Linked DNA regions of Mus musculus: region 2 is linked to region 1. Evidence: chromatin contacts called from public HiChIP or PLAC-seq data. All regions are on one chromosome and are shown on one strand. Each heading gives the region's core, a stretch centred on a gene start, on an enhancer-like site or on the middle of the called end of the contact. The rest is flanking DNA. Distances are from core to core; before and after follow the strand shown.

The links. HiChIP or PLAC-seq counts read pairs in DNA pulled down with a chosen protein or histone mark.
Region 2: a FOXA1 HiChIP or PLAC-seq map of pancreatic cancer cells shows a contact between it and region 1. The contact joins two enhancer-like sites. A contact is called at or near these places in 1 of 39 promoter capture datasets (embryonic stem cells), 3 of 484 Hi-C or Micro-C datasets (the HL-1 cell line, adipose-derived mesenchymal stem cells and myocytes) and 1 of 115 datasets of contacts at active chromatin or transcription factors (pancreatic cancer cells).

Annotation. Positions count from the first base shown.
Region 1 is chr1:193,383,723-193,390,338 of GRCm38.p6, reverse strand. No RefSeq gene overlaps it. Among named protein-coding and RNA genes, the nearest start is that of Camk1g, 17 kb to the right of the region's middle. Within about 2 kb of position 4,133, at least 29 of the 459 cell types and tissues checked have an H3K27ac peak or open chromatin away from gene starts, as enhancers often do. A contact at or near this core is called in pancreatic cancer cells, where this site is marked.
Region 2 is chr1:193,965,000-193,971,615 of GRCm38.p6, reverse strand. No RefSeq gene overlaps it. Among named protein-coding and RNA genes, the nearest start is that of 4930503O07Rik, 250 kb to the left of the region's middle. Within about 2 kb of position 4,250, at least 17 of the 459 cell types and tissues checked have an H3K27ac peak or open chromatin away from gene starts, as enhancers often do. A contact at or near this core is called in pancreatic cancer cells, where this site is marked.

The DNA.
Region 1 (6,616 bases), core at 2,884-5,383:
TTCTTTCCACGGAAGAGCCTCTAAGGAGAGTGGGCAGAGAGTGTGGCCAGTGCTGGTTTGTATCAACTCTACCGAGCATGTCATCACAACAATGCCAGCAAGAAGAAGGAATTCCATTCTGGGAGAAGCAGAACCGGGCATTAGCCGTGATGAAAGGAAAACAAGAGACAAGAGGAAACTGTCGATCTGCAGAAGATGGGTACCCCAGGGAGGCTCCTGTCAGACAAACAGTTTCCTGAGCCCCCATAATTCCCTGCCCTGCCTCTGCACTGTTATGGGAATGTTACACCTCGAGAAGACAAATGGGCCCACACGGGGGATTTTTTTTTCTGCCGTTTTTGTTTTTATTTTTGATTACAGGGGAGGAAATCACTTTTGTTTTCTCTTCTTGCCAGTTGACTAAACATGACATCCAACCCGCAGGCTGAGCAAACAACTTCACTAGCCATGTGAGAGATTAGACAGGACAAGAGCCTGGGGTATTCTTTCCCAGAATGAGGAAAGCCCAGGCTGTCTGGGCCTCTGAAATGTGTGGCAATCATCAGAAAGGAGCAGCTGTCAACGCTGCCTCCTGCCCCCGTGGGGCCACCAAGCCACCACAGTCTTTATTTAATTGGTTTATTAATCTTACAGTACAGTGCTGGCTTCTGTCTCATTGTCCCTCCCTGGCTAACTGGGCCTAGACTTTGTAAATACGTTTAATTAAGCTCCAAAAGCCACAGCCCTTCCCTTCTCAAGGCTGCTGTCTCCCACCAGGAGGGAGAATGGCTGCAAAGGAGCTAAACCAACAGCCTGCTTCCCTGACCATCCACTGCCATCTGGGGTGGGATACAAGGAAGGACTTACTGAGAGAAGAGGTAGGCCACTTCACTTCATATGAGTATGGCTGATCTCTCAGGCCATGGGGAGACTCTGAAACTCATTTAGAGTTTCAGAAGATTAGGAAAAGACACCCACAAATTTCTGCATGCAAAGCTCCCCTTGCCCAGCCTCACACTTCAGTCTGAGAAGGAGATCTGCTTGTCGGAATGGCCTTTACTAGAGAGCCCAGGAGGCACCGCTCCCACCCTGGGAAGGAAGTGAGGGGAATATAAAGCCAGGAAGGAAGGTGAGATTATCCAGAGAGGGTCCAGGGGAAAGCACACAAAACAGGGTCCATACAGCTGCAACTTTACAGCCAGGTATCCACCCGACTCACCCAGGGAACTAAGCCAGAACAGGTGAAGACCAGGGGGCCACCACAGTACAGGGTGCATGGGTTGTGAAAAGATGCTTTCTGCTGCATCTGTGCCTGAATGTGCATCTGCTGTGGCCCCAGGAGGGGAGAGAGGGAGAGAAGAGGAGGGGTAAAAAGAAGAGGGGAGGGTGGGTAGGTGAGTAGGTAGGCGTGGGGATGGACCTGTGAGGAGGACTGGGACTCTGTTCACCATGACCGACGTTGTGGCTCCAGAAAGCTATGCTGAGTTACTGTTTCCACGGAAGAGCCTCTGAGGAGAGTGGGCAGACAGTGTGGCCAGTGCTGGCTTATGTCAACTCTACAGAGCATATCATCACAATAATGCCAACAGGAAGAAGGAAAGAACAAAAGAAAGTCTGTCCGTGTGTGATAAAGACAATATGCTCAATAACTCATGCAGGCTTTCTTTATCCATCTGTTTGTTTTCACTAACGGGTGTCCACGTGCACACAGACAAACAACCACAAACATTAAATACTCCGTCTGGACATTTCTAAACATCTGGATGCTAAACAGCACGTTGACCCTGGCTGACTGTCTCAGAGCAGCAGTCTAACCCAGACTGAGGACCAGGACTCTGCCTGTAGACAGATGTGCAGAAAAAGCCCAATGTCCTTGTTCCAAATCACCTGCACAGTGCTAGGGATGTCTCAGTTTCCACTTTGAGAAACATGACCACATGTCACACCAGGTGCAGGAGTAACAGAAGGAGGATTGGAAGCAGGGACAGGCTTTCGAGGAGAGCAAGTATGGGAAGGAGCCAATGAGGGCTCAGCTCAGTGGCAGGGAGGGAACGCTGCAAGCACCAGGCCCCATGGCCTTCCTGAAATGGGGATTCTCCAGCGCTGCCCCTCAGGACACTTTGGACCATCCTCATGATAGCCTGCGATTCAGGAAGCTGTCCCAGGCCCAGGTTCTATGATGTCCACCCCCACCCCTGACTACACACACACACACACACACACACACACACACACACTAGTGCTAACTATCCTGTCCTTATCATCACTTCATAGACAGAGAAGGAAGAATGGAAATTCCTATTCTACAGAGAAAGAAGGACCAGCACACACACACACATTCACACACACTCACACATACTCACTCATACACAAACACACATACTCATACATACACTCATACACACTCACACATATATACATACACATTCACTCATATATATACACACACATACTCATATACACACACATATGTAAATACACTTATAAAACATACAATATGTCTACCTTTTCTCTTTCTCTCTATTCCTCTTTTTCTCTTCCTCCCTCCCTCCTCTCTCCCTACTAAGATCCTTGCTATTCAAAGTGGTCCCTGGTCTAGCAGTGCCAATAGTCAATCTTCTGGGAGGTCTGGGAGCAAAGTCTCAAAGTGATCCATGAACACAGAGATCTTCTAAAAGCCCTACTGTGGCCCCAAGAAAAGGCAGGGAGGTCAGAAAGACAGCATCTGATGTTCCTCCAAACAGTGTCAGGTTGGTAGTTCTGAGAAGGCTTAGTTCAAGGTCAGTGCAGACCCATACTGCTACCTTGAGGTAAGGGTTGAGCTCCGGTCCCCTTCCTTCTGAGCCAGCCCATTGTTGAGGTGTTTCTCTCCAGGACCCAGCTGACAGACTGGAACACAGCAGGCTCAGCTCTGACTAATTGCCAGCAGTTGGCTGAAGAGACATTCCTCATCGAAGCAGCCTCATTAATCTCCTAATGCCAACATAGCCTGGCTAGTGGCAGTCCTCTCTGCTTCCATATCTACATGCTGGCTTCTAGAAACCTAGTGGTAGAAAATGGCCTCCTTCCTGGAAGGGGGCACCCTGCATCTGGTTAAACCAAGTGTTTGCAGAGCTCATCACCAAGTCCCAGAGCCTTAGATGTTTGCCTCCCAAGTGGAGGACCATGTCTGGCATCACTGAGACATCTTGGAGGGGCTGAGGAACCTCAAATAGGACAACCAAAGAAATGGCTCTTGGAAATACTTGCAGGATGTTTGGATATGTGCAGGAGATGTTTTCTAGAAAGCTCTAAGGAAATCCTGGAGAATAGCAGAGCCTTGTGCCAAGCTGCCTTCATCCTCTGGTCATAGTGTGGCAGAGACTCTTCCATTCTGCTCCTCTGGGTGCTGCTACTGTGAGTTTGTCCCCCTGAGATGGGAAGCTCCTACAGGACATATCTTCTCTCTCCTTATTGCTTTGTACCTGGTCCCACAAGCCAGACCACCCACTCTCATGCAGATATGGAGGCAGAGCAGAGAGGGAGGTACATGGGAGATGGAGAGGCCAGGAAGGAAAGGGCCAGTGAGGCAGAAGCTTGGAGGACACATCTTCACAGCAAGAATATAATGGGCATCCAGAAAGATGCTGCCAGGTACAGTGAGGCACCCTGCAATCAATCCCAGCACTCCAGGGAGACCCTGAAGGGTCACAAGTTCCAGGACAGCCTTGGCTATCTAGTTAAACCCTTTCTCAGAAGCTAAAATCAAAACAGTGCAGAAAGAAAGAGATACTTTACTAAACAAAGATCCCATCGCTTGCTGTGGCCACCAAGGTGGGTGGGCTCCCCAGCAGCAGGAAGGATAGACAGAAAAGCCAAAGCTTTATACAGGAAATATGGGATGTAGACGGTAAGTACACAGGTGTCTATCTTCTTTATTGCTTTTGTTCAAATGGACAGACCGGCTGGCCTCTGTCCATTCCAGCAATCCTGCCAAAGCTCTGGAGAGCCAGCTGGAGCCTGGCCAAGTGGTTATTAAAATAGTCGCTGAGGCAACACTGCCCTCTACTGACCACAGGTTGTCATGTCTCTGAAGCCGCTCTGCCCAGCAAAGGGCTTGAGTTAACTTGTTTCCTCTCAGCCTTGTCCTTTGTCTCCCCTTTGCCCCACTTTGTTGTAGCAATCTGTTCAGATTTCCTAGGACTTTACAGACACTGTAAAGAGCGCCATCTGGGACCAGCAGAGCCCAGACAACGTGCCAGGCCAGCCAGTGTCTTTGCTGCTTCATTGTCTTCTAATAGCTGTTTGCTGAGTCTCTGCTGGGGAAACACAGACCTAGGGATATGTGTGGAGCAAAGCTCCAAGCTGCCTTGGTGAAACAGGGGTTAAGACTTGGGGTTAAGACCAATGATAAAGCAAGGAGTGAACTAGTATGCAATGAGCCAATGACTCAGACACATCAGCAACTAGAAACATTTCTCCCTCTGTGTGTGTGTATGCATGTGCATGTGGGCATGTGCATCTGCATGTGTGTGAATGTGGGCATGCGCATCTGTGTGTGTATGCACGTGTATGTGAACATGTGCATCAGCATGTGTGTATGTATGCATGTGTGTATGCATGCATATGTGAGCGTGTGCATCTGCGTGTGTGTATGCATGTGCATGTGAAAATGTGCATCTCTGTGTGTATGCATGTGTGTGAGCGTGTGCATCTGCGTGTGTGTATGTATGTATATGAGCATGTGCATCTGCATGTGTGTGTATGCGTGTGTATATGAGAATGTGCATCTCTGTGTGTGTGCATGTGTGTGTGAGCATGCACATCTGCATGTGTGTGTATGCATGTGTATGTGAGAATGTGCATCTCTGTGTGTGTATGCATGTGTATGTGAGCATGCGCATCTGCATTGTGTGTATGTGAGCATGCGCATCTGCATGTGTGTATGCATGTGTGTGTGCATGTGAGCATGCACATCTGCATGTGTGTGTGTGTGTGCATGCGTATGTGAGCCTGTGCATCTGTGTGTGTGTTGCAAGGATGAGTGTACCTACCCATACTCACACTAAGGCCAGAGGAAGATGTGGTATTGGGTATGGGTTTTGTAGCTTTTGTTTGTTAACTAGGCCAGTGGCCAGTGAACCCCTGTAATCCTCCTGTCTCTGCCACCCCATCCCCCAGCATAGGGTTAGAGGCACACAGGTGGCCTTGTTCAGCTCTTCCCCTTGGTGCTGGGATCTGAAATCAGGAACTCACATTTGCACGTCGAGCACTCTTACTCACTGAACTGTCTTTCCCGGCTACATGATTCATCCTTTAACGGTTACTGATCAGATGTCCAGGTGGTATGTTCAATTTCAGGAAATGGTTGCCAAATATTCCAAGTAAACTGATACTGAATCTCTTTACCAATGGGAAGAAGTATAGAAGAACACCGGGCTTTAAACAGTACCGGCCTGCGTGCATGCAGGTCTCTTAATAGGGCACCTGAGACAAGAGGACTCCCTGCCAATCTGTCTGTCTCTTTCACTCTCAAACTTGAGATGGATCAAAAACTTGTGAGGTATTTGTAGAAAATTTGACTTCTGACTCGACCTCAGCAGTGTAACTCTGCTCCACACAGACACCAGAGAATCCGAGCCAACAGATGTCGGGCTCCTCACAGTGGCGGCTTCTAGCTATCCTGTGACCAATCCTATGGGGATATTTAATGTCTCCAGCAGAAGTCACACCAAACCGCAATCCCCTGCCCACAGTGATGAGCACAATACTGTCCACCCTCCAGGTGGGAGCCCTCAGTGCTGATGGGAGGGATGAAGTGGACAGTGGTGGACACAGGCTGTTCACCACACTTCTTCATATCTGTTTTCTCACAAAGATTCATAGCCTCATGTCGATGATAATGGTAGTGATGGTGGTCGTGATGGTGATCATGGTGAGAGTCATGGTAGTGATGATGATGGTTAAGATGATGAGGGCGATGATTAAGGTGATGATGATGATTTTCTGATGGTGATGATGGTGGTGGTGGTGATGATGATGATGGTGATGTTTACAGGTGACAGCTATTGCTTATTCTTTTCTAATAATAGTGCTCAGTATTGTTTTAACTTTCAAAACAACCTTGTATGGTAAGTGCCATTTACAGCTCCATTTTAATTTCATGATCGCTATTGAGTATATGGTAGGAAAGGTCACGTGTGGCAGTCAGAGGACTTTAGGGGATCAGTCCTCTCCTTCTACCTCTACACGGGTCTCAGGGATTGCCAAGTTTGCACTGCAAGCACCTTTCTCTGCTGAGCCGTCTTGGTGACCCTTTTATAAGTGAGGAAACCAAGGCACAGCACAGATGTCGCTTGCTTGGATCACAGAGTCAGTGAGTGAGAGAGACAGGGTTGTAACCCAGCCTCTGGCACTAGAGAGCACCATGATTTTGGCCACTGCCCAGTTCCATTCCTGTGAAATTACTTCTAATTTTTCAAAGGAGGCAGGTCTACCTTCTAGATAAACCCAAATATTGCAATTATGAACAGTTCCACAGAGAAGGTGTCTGCACTCAGGTCATTGTTTAAAGGGAGATCCAGTTCATATGAGACAGTCTTGCTGACGCCCTAACAATGGCTGAAGACCCCTCCAGGTATTGTCTGGTCACCTTCTC
Region 2 (6,616 bases), core at 3,001-5,500, 580 kb before region 1:
AAGATCAGAGGGTAACATGTCTTCAGCAGGGAATTTGATGGGCCTGTCAGAGAAGTGTAAGCAGGGGGTGTGGCTTCTGATAGGACCGAGTGATGAAATGACATGGTTAGGAAAATCCATGGCTGCTTCAGCACCACAGGTGAAAAGTGAAATGGGAAGACACTAATCTGTATTTCTAAGAGGCTTATTTTGGCCCCTGCCCTGAAAGTAGCCTGTGTACCTGGCATGGGGAGAAAAGAAGGAATGTTAAGCAACTGACATGGCCTAGAGAGAAGAGGCCTACTCTGACTCTAGGGCAGCTGTAGAAGATGAGAAGTAGGTGCATGGTTAACACCTCTTGCAGTCAATGCCAGCAAGACTTGCTTCTAGATCATAATGAGAGAGCAAGAGGCAGCCCTTCATGATGCTAAGAGGATTTCTGAGTAACTGAAAACACGAAGATGTCATTAACAGAGCTTGAAGAGCTTCGACTGGGTTCTAGAAGAATAAGAATTTAATTTGGTGATCTCTTTAATGAGATTCTATGAGCCACCCAGGTAAGGCTGCTGATCAGGCAGACATTTGGATATTCTAGTCTAATGTACTTCCTGAAGCTATATACTTAAGGAACTGTCAGTATACAGCTATCACTTAAAGTCATTGCCCTGTGGAATAGCATCAAGGTGAAGAGGCCAAGAACTGAGGTCACATGGTTTCCAAGATCATGAGGACATGGAAGAGAAGATGATCCCACAGGGAATGAACAAAATGATGAGGTAGCAGTCATTAGTGGGGAAAGTAACTTACATGGAGAGAGCTGAACCACTGCAATAAGAGGTGGTGGTGATGGGGTGACAGGGAGCTGAGTGCAGGTTTAACAACTGCAAGAAGTTGCTTGACAAACAGGTCCAGTAACTTGGCAGACTTGGGGATACGGATGCCTGGCTGGATTTAGTCTGACAAAGAACAGGCATCATGTTAATAGAGACAGTTTACTCTAAATTTATATATATATTAATGTATTGCACATATATATATATATATATATATATATATATATATGCCTGATAAAATGCATGGTTTAGTACATTCTTGTAAGTTGAATGAATGTCATATTATCCATCCCACAGCTTCTCTTTATCATCCGACTTCAAGTCACTGTCCTGATATTTTAATTAATTAGCCTCATATTTACAATTTTATCAGTCAGGCATATATTTCTAGCCACCATAGTTCAGTCTTGCCTGCATAAAAATTTTTTTTTCAAGTCTCTTTTAATCTATGGGTTTCCTTCCATCTTTCCCTAAAGAATCCATGCACCTGACTTTGAACACCAGTAGTTGCCAGTGTTACCAAAAATGATACAAATAGATAATACATGCTGCCGGGTGAAAAAGAACTCACCTCATCTAGTCTCAGTGAGAGATCAGACACCAGCTAGATCAAGCTGTCAATTTTTAGAAAAATCAAAGAACAAAAGAATGTTGAATTTCACCAGGAGTGTACTGTCAATCAATCCCACAGTTAGAAGTCTGTAAAGCTGAATGAATGTCCTTAGTATCCATCACAGGCAGAGTCCACAGCAAAGAGAGTTTCACTCTGCTCAGGAGAGGTAGTAATAGCCTGTTTGTAAGCTTTTGACAAAGATCAACTAGCAAGTGAAAAACTAATGAAGCAGAGGGAATAGGGGAAACCTGCTGGGGCCTTGTTCTTATGTATGCAAAAGGAGAGCCAGGGCATGGTGCTGGTTTAACAGTGATCAGGCATAGACTGACAGAGGGCAGGTACACACTTGCAGAGCACATCAGCAAGGGCAGTGGACAGGCTGATGGGAGACTGGGATGATCAAACACCTCCAGTTCCTCCATGAAGCTGTCCTCAGGATGGAAGATGTGCCGAGAATAAATGAGGTGGACTTGGAGAGAGAGAGTGTGGAAGAGAACATACAGATGCTTTCTTATGCCCCTTGCCCCTGCTGCTGCTTTTGTTGTTTGGGGTTAAATTTCTCTGGCCCTGGAGAGTTGTGGGGACCTCATAAGCTTGATAAATAGAACAAAAATTTCAGTCTAAATTCCCCTCAATACTGCATCCTCATGAATCCCCTTCTCACGAGTCCTCTCCCTGTACATCATGGGAGCCACGGATATCATGCTATTCTATTTGATTTTTTTTCTCCAGGACTGGCTGTGTGTTGTGCCAAGTAAGCTATTCTGGGCCAATTTCCAGAATCCATCTCTCTGCATATCTCTTGATTAGTGTGAACCTCGGGAATCCTAAGATTTGGAAGGCAGAAGGAAGAGAGCAGCTATTTTCATTCTCTGCAGTCTAATCAAGGCAGCATAGCCATGGTGGCCCCTCACTGGGATGGTCTATCAGTTTGTTGGGTCTTTCACTGGGGTGGTCTCTCCATACTTCTCTGATCCACTGGCCCATCTAACTCCAGGTCTTTGTCACCCTGAAAAGCTACAAATCTCCTTCATCAGCTTTAGTGTGAAGCATAAAGGGAAGGTGAAGGGAGATAGCCATTCCTGTCTGGACAACTGTGACACTGAGGTTGGCAGCAGTAAGAAATAGAAGATGCTCACACTTGCTCTGAGGGGTCCAGTTTCCTTCTTCTCTCATCCATAAACAGCTTTCTTTTCTGTCTGCTGGTCTGGCTGGCCTGAAGCAACTTTGTAGCTGACATCAAAAGCCAGGCAGCAGACAGTGCTGTAAGCTTGAACAGTAACATAAGCACTCATCTCTATAAAAACAGCCTTAGTTCCCATCAGGCAGTGTTTTGGCTCCTCTGATTCAGCTCTAACTGGTACCCTGGCTGATGCCTGTTCCATCATCTTTGCCATGTATTGGCTCTCCTGTCCTCCAATCAAGTTACCACAGTCCAACTTCTGAGAGTCCCTCACCACAGTCAGCAAGGCTCCTGCAACAGCTGGTCCTATGCACTTCTCCTCTTGTGGCTGAGAGGAGCATTCAACCCAGAGGATGTTTCTTCCCTCAAGTGAATCAAACCACAATTCCTAACATGGAACAATGTAGCTGCCACGCCTGGACCGGAGATGAAATGCTTTTTATAAGAGCTAATCAGATTCTACATTAATGAGAGAAATATGAAGCTAATCAACACCACAGAAGGTCTCTAGGCTCAGGCCTATTAAACTTCATAAAAAATTAATGACTGCAAGAGCAGGCTCTTTTGTAAGGGGTCTCCTGTGGCTGGATAAGGGCCTGAAGTCCCATTCACCTCTCATTACATTGAATTAGCCTCACTTTCCAACCCAAAATATCATCCATCAAGTGGCGTTTTCCACTGGGTGTTGGACAGCCAGTGTTTGAAAACACTTGTGAAATATTTATTTCTTCTCTTCAATCCCTGGCCCCTCCCCTCTCAGCCAACTTCCTCTCACTTCATTCATGATGGCTTTTCCCATTTTAATTAAAGAGATTTGTACTCCTAAAGCCTTCTGGGGAACATCTTCAGTGATTGTGGTTTGCTGAGTCCTCCGAAGCTGCTTGGCAGAAAACCCCTCTCCCCATGCTTGGAGTGTGTTCCACAGCTGCTCCAAATAGTCAGAACTAGGTGATGATAGAGACCAACTAAGCTGAAAAATAAACCCAGAACCCCTCAATGGTCAGTTTTCTTTATGTGAGTGTTGGCTACAACCATTAAAATAGATTCAGAAAAAAAAAATAAAACAAAACAAAAGTCAAATAGCAAAAAAATCCTATACCTGCTCCCCCACCCCCAAAATACAATGAGTGGCCTCAACTGTAAGACCATCCAAATGACTATCTTCCTCATTTGCCTTTGACCCAGGCTGTCAGTCACCTTCATCAGCTGTAGCTTTAGGTGACAGGGCCTCAGCTCCATTTTTCACACAGCAGGGTAGCATTGAACTCACAGACTGAGGAAGCAAACAGTGATGTACAGTGCAATGGGGGTTGGGGGTAGTACAGTGCAATGGGGATTGGGGGTAGAGCCTTCTCGGCTGTAAAACCATGCCACCAACTGGAAGCATCCTATTGAAATATGCCAAACAGGGTCATTGCTGTATAGCTGACTGAGACGGAACCCCAGGAAACCAAGAAATAATTGGACCTAGTAAAAAGAAATGGGAAATGAGAAGTGGGGACAAATCAAAGAAGTCTTTTCAAGAGAGGCCATTCTTGTCCAATTACTTCATAAGGCCTTTCCATCTATTCCTCTGACTCATGAACTTCCAGGACTGACACTCCAAGCACCCCCCCAACCCCAGGTCCTGACTCATTCAAACCTCAATTCCTCCTTGGAAGAGTCTAAACTTGGACACAGCATGGAGACTCTGTAATACAAGCTATGAACAGACCCTGATGCAAGTACAGGAAGAGATGAAGAAAAGGAGTTTCACACACACCAGACATTTCTCTGATTACATTGTTGGCTCCTGTTTTCATTTCTCTGTTGACATGTGCATGAGGTCAGGTGATGAGCAGCTAAACACATGATACACACTGTGAGACAGGAAAGGCAGGTCTGCACTGAAGGGCAGCAGGGCTCTGAGAATCAGCTGAATACACATAACCTGGATTGATGGTCTCCAACATTATGCTTAGCTATTTATTGTATTTGTTGAATGAGTAACTTAACTATGGCTTACTCGGGTTGTACAGAATTATTCTGTAGGTCAGAGGTCAGTCTTCTTAAAACAAAGTTCCCAGATCTGATTTCCTCCAAGATCCTGATGTTTCATACACTCAAATCAACAAGCATGGAGTGGCTTATTATAAGGGTGGCAACTCCTAGAAGACAGTGAATCATAAAACACACATGAAAAGAACATGTGCCAGCACTATTCTCAGTGTTTACTGTACAAGGGCATAGTACATTTCTGCTGGGTATTTATGACTCTCTTCAAAGAAAAACTTCAAATTGTTTTTTGTTTGTTTGTTTGTTTGTTTGGTCTGATGCCTTTGTTCAGCATAGTAAGAGATTGTATTAGAGCTGTTTGTCTATTATGTGTGTCTGTACCCATATGTATGCACATACTTATATACCATACTTATATACACATGCATATACAAACACATATATAGGCACAAACATATACACATGAATATACACATATATGATAATGGTTTTTAAAAACTATTTTATTGAGTTCTTATATCTCTACCTCCCTCCCAACCTTGATTTCACCCCAATCCCTTCCAAATCCCCAGCACTAAAGAAAGAAGGTTAGAGGAAAAATATAGACCTCTTTAGATCACTTCCTGCTGATTAGGGACTTAGGGCCAGTCCAATCTTGGTCATCAGGATATCCAATTTCTTCTTCTCATCTCTTTGCTTACAGCCACTTGAAAAACCACAATAGCAGGGACCAACAGCAGGAGCAGCAGCCACCACAGGCCTCGTGGGGCTCTCCTATTTTTACCCTTTCCAGAGCCCCCAGAATAAAACTATCTGCAGCTGGCAAAGATCACACCTCTGCTAGTGCATGAGGCAAGTCATAATCACCTGCTGTAAAGCATTTTCTTATCTGCCACCTGGGATTAAAACAAAAACATATTCACATAACATAACTGGGTTTTTAAAGAAACCAAAATTCTCACTATACATATATATTTGCACATAAAAATACACATACACACACACACACACACATATATATATAATATACACACACATATATACACACATATATGCATTTACATACATACACACATACCTTCCCCTACACACACATTGACACTTTGAAATCATAGCCATGGTAATAGATACCATGGAGTCCCTGGTCCAGATTACTCTTGATCAGTTTTTTTTTTTTCTATCCAGTATTCTCTGGCACAGTCTCCCCTGACTTTGTTTTCTATTGTACTGGCCTGAGGACTTGGTCATGTATACATGCTGTGTGCCTACCATACCATCGTATCCTTAGAGTATATGTACCACAACATTATATCCTTAGAGTGTGTGCCTGAGTTAAGAACTTTGTGAGTGGTATGCATCATTTTTCCATTTCTGAGAATAAAGCCACATTATATCTCAGTTTCTAAGCAAACTGTCATAACTTAATGAAACATTTGCCATCTGTTGAGGTCCTCTTTACTCTGGTGTCTATGAGTTCACTGTGCAGTGGTGACCCCCCCTTTATTGCAGTGTCAAAGTCTGTACCTGCCTCTGCCTTGGTCAGCAGGTCAAAGTCTCTAATTCTGCTTGGACCATGGTTGATGTGGTAATGAGGGTGACAGACATGCTCTCAGAAGTTTCCTGGATCCACAACAAAGAGAGATCAAGCCACACCTTTTCTAAGAGTTCTAGGGACCTGGGAGGGGATAGGAGGAAAATCATTGCACAATATATCATGTGACTTTCTTACTATCGGACTACTGGCAAGAAGATGGATGGCTTAGTGTCCACACCATCTCTGTCTCAGGTTCATATTGCTCTTACCACTCTCCAAGTGCCTGGATGCTGACAGCTGGCAGAGGGCATTCTTCTTCCTCTAATAAAACCATCTTTGTCACTGTAGAATGCATAATCAAATTCCATGGGTCTAGACTAGACCCATGTCCATGGACTGCCTGGCTGGCTCTGCTTTTGATAAGAGGATATCTATTGCACTTATCCCATCCTTGTCTGGTGTAGGCTGGGGGTCTGGAA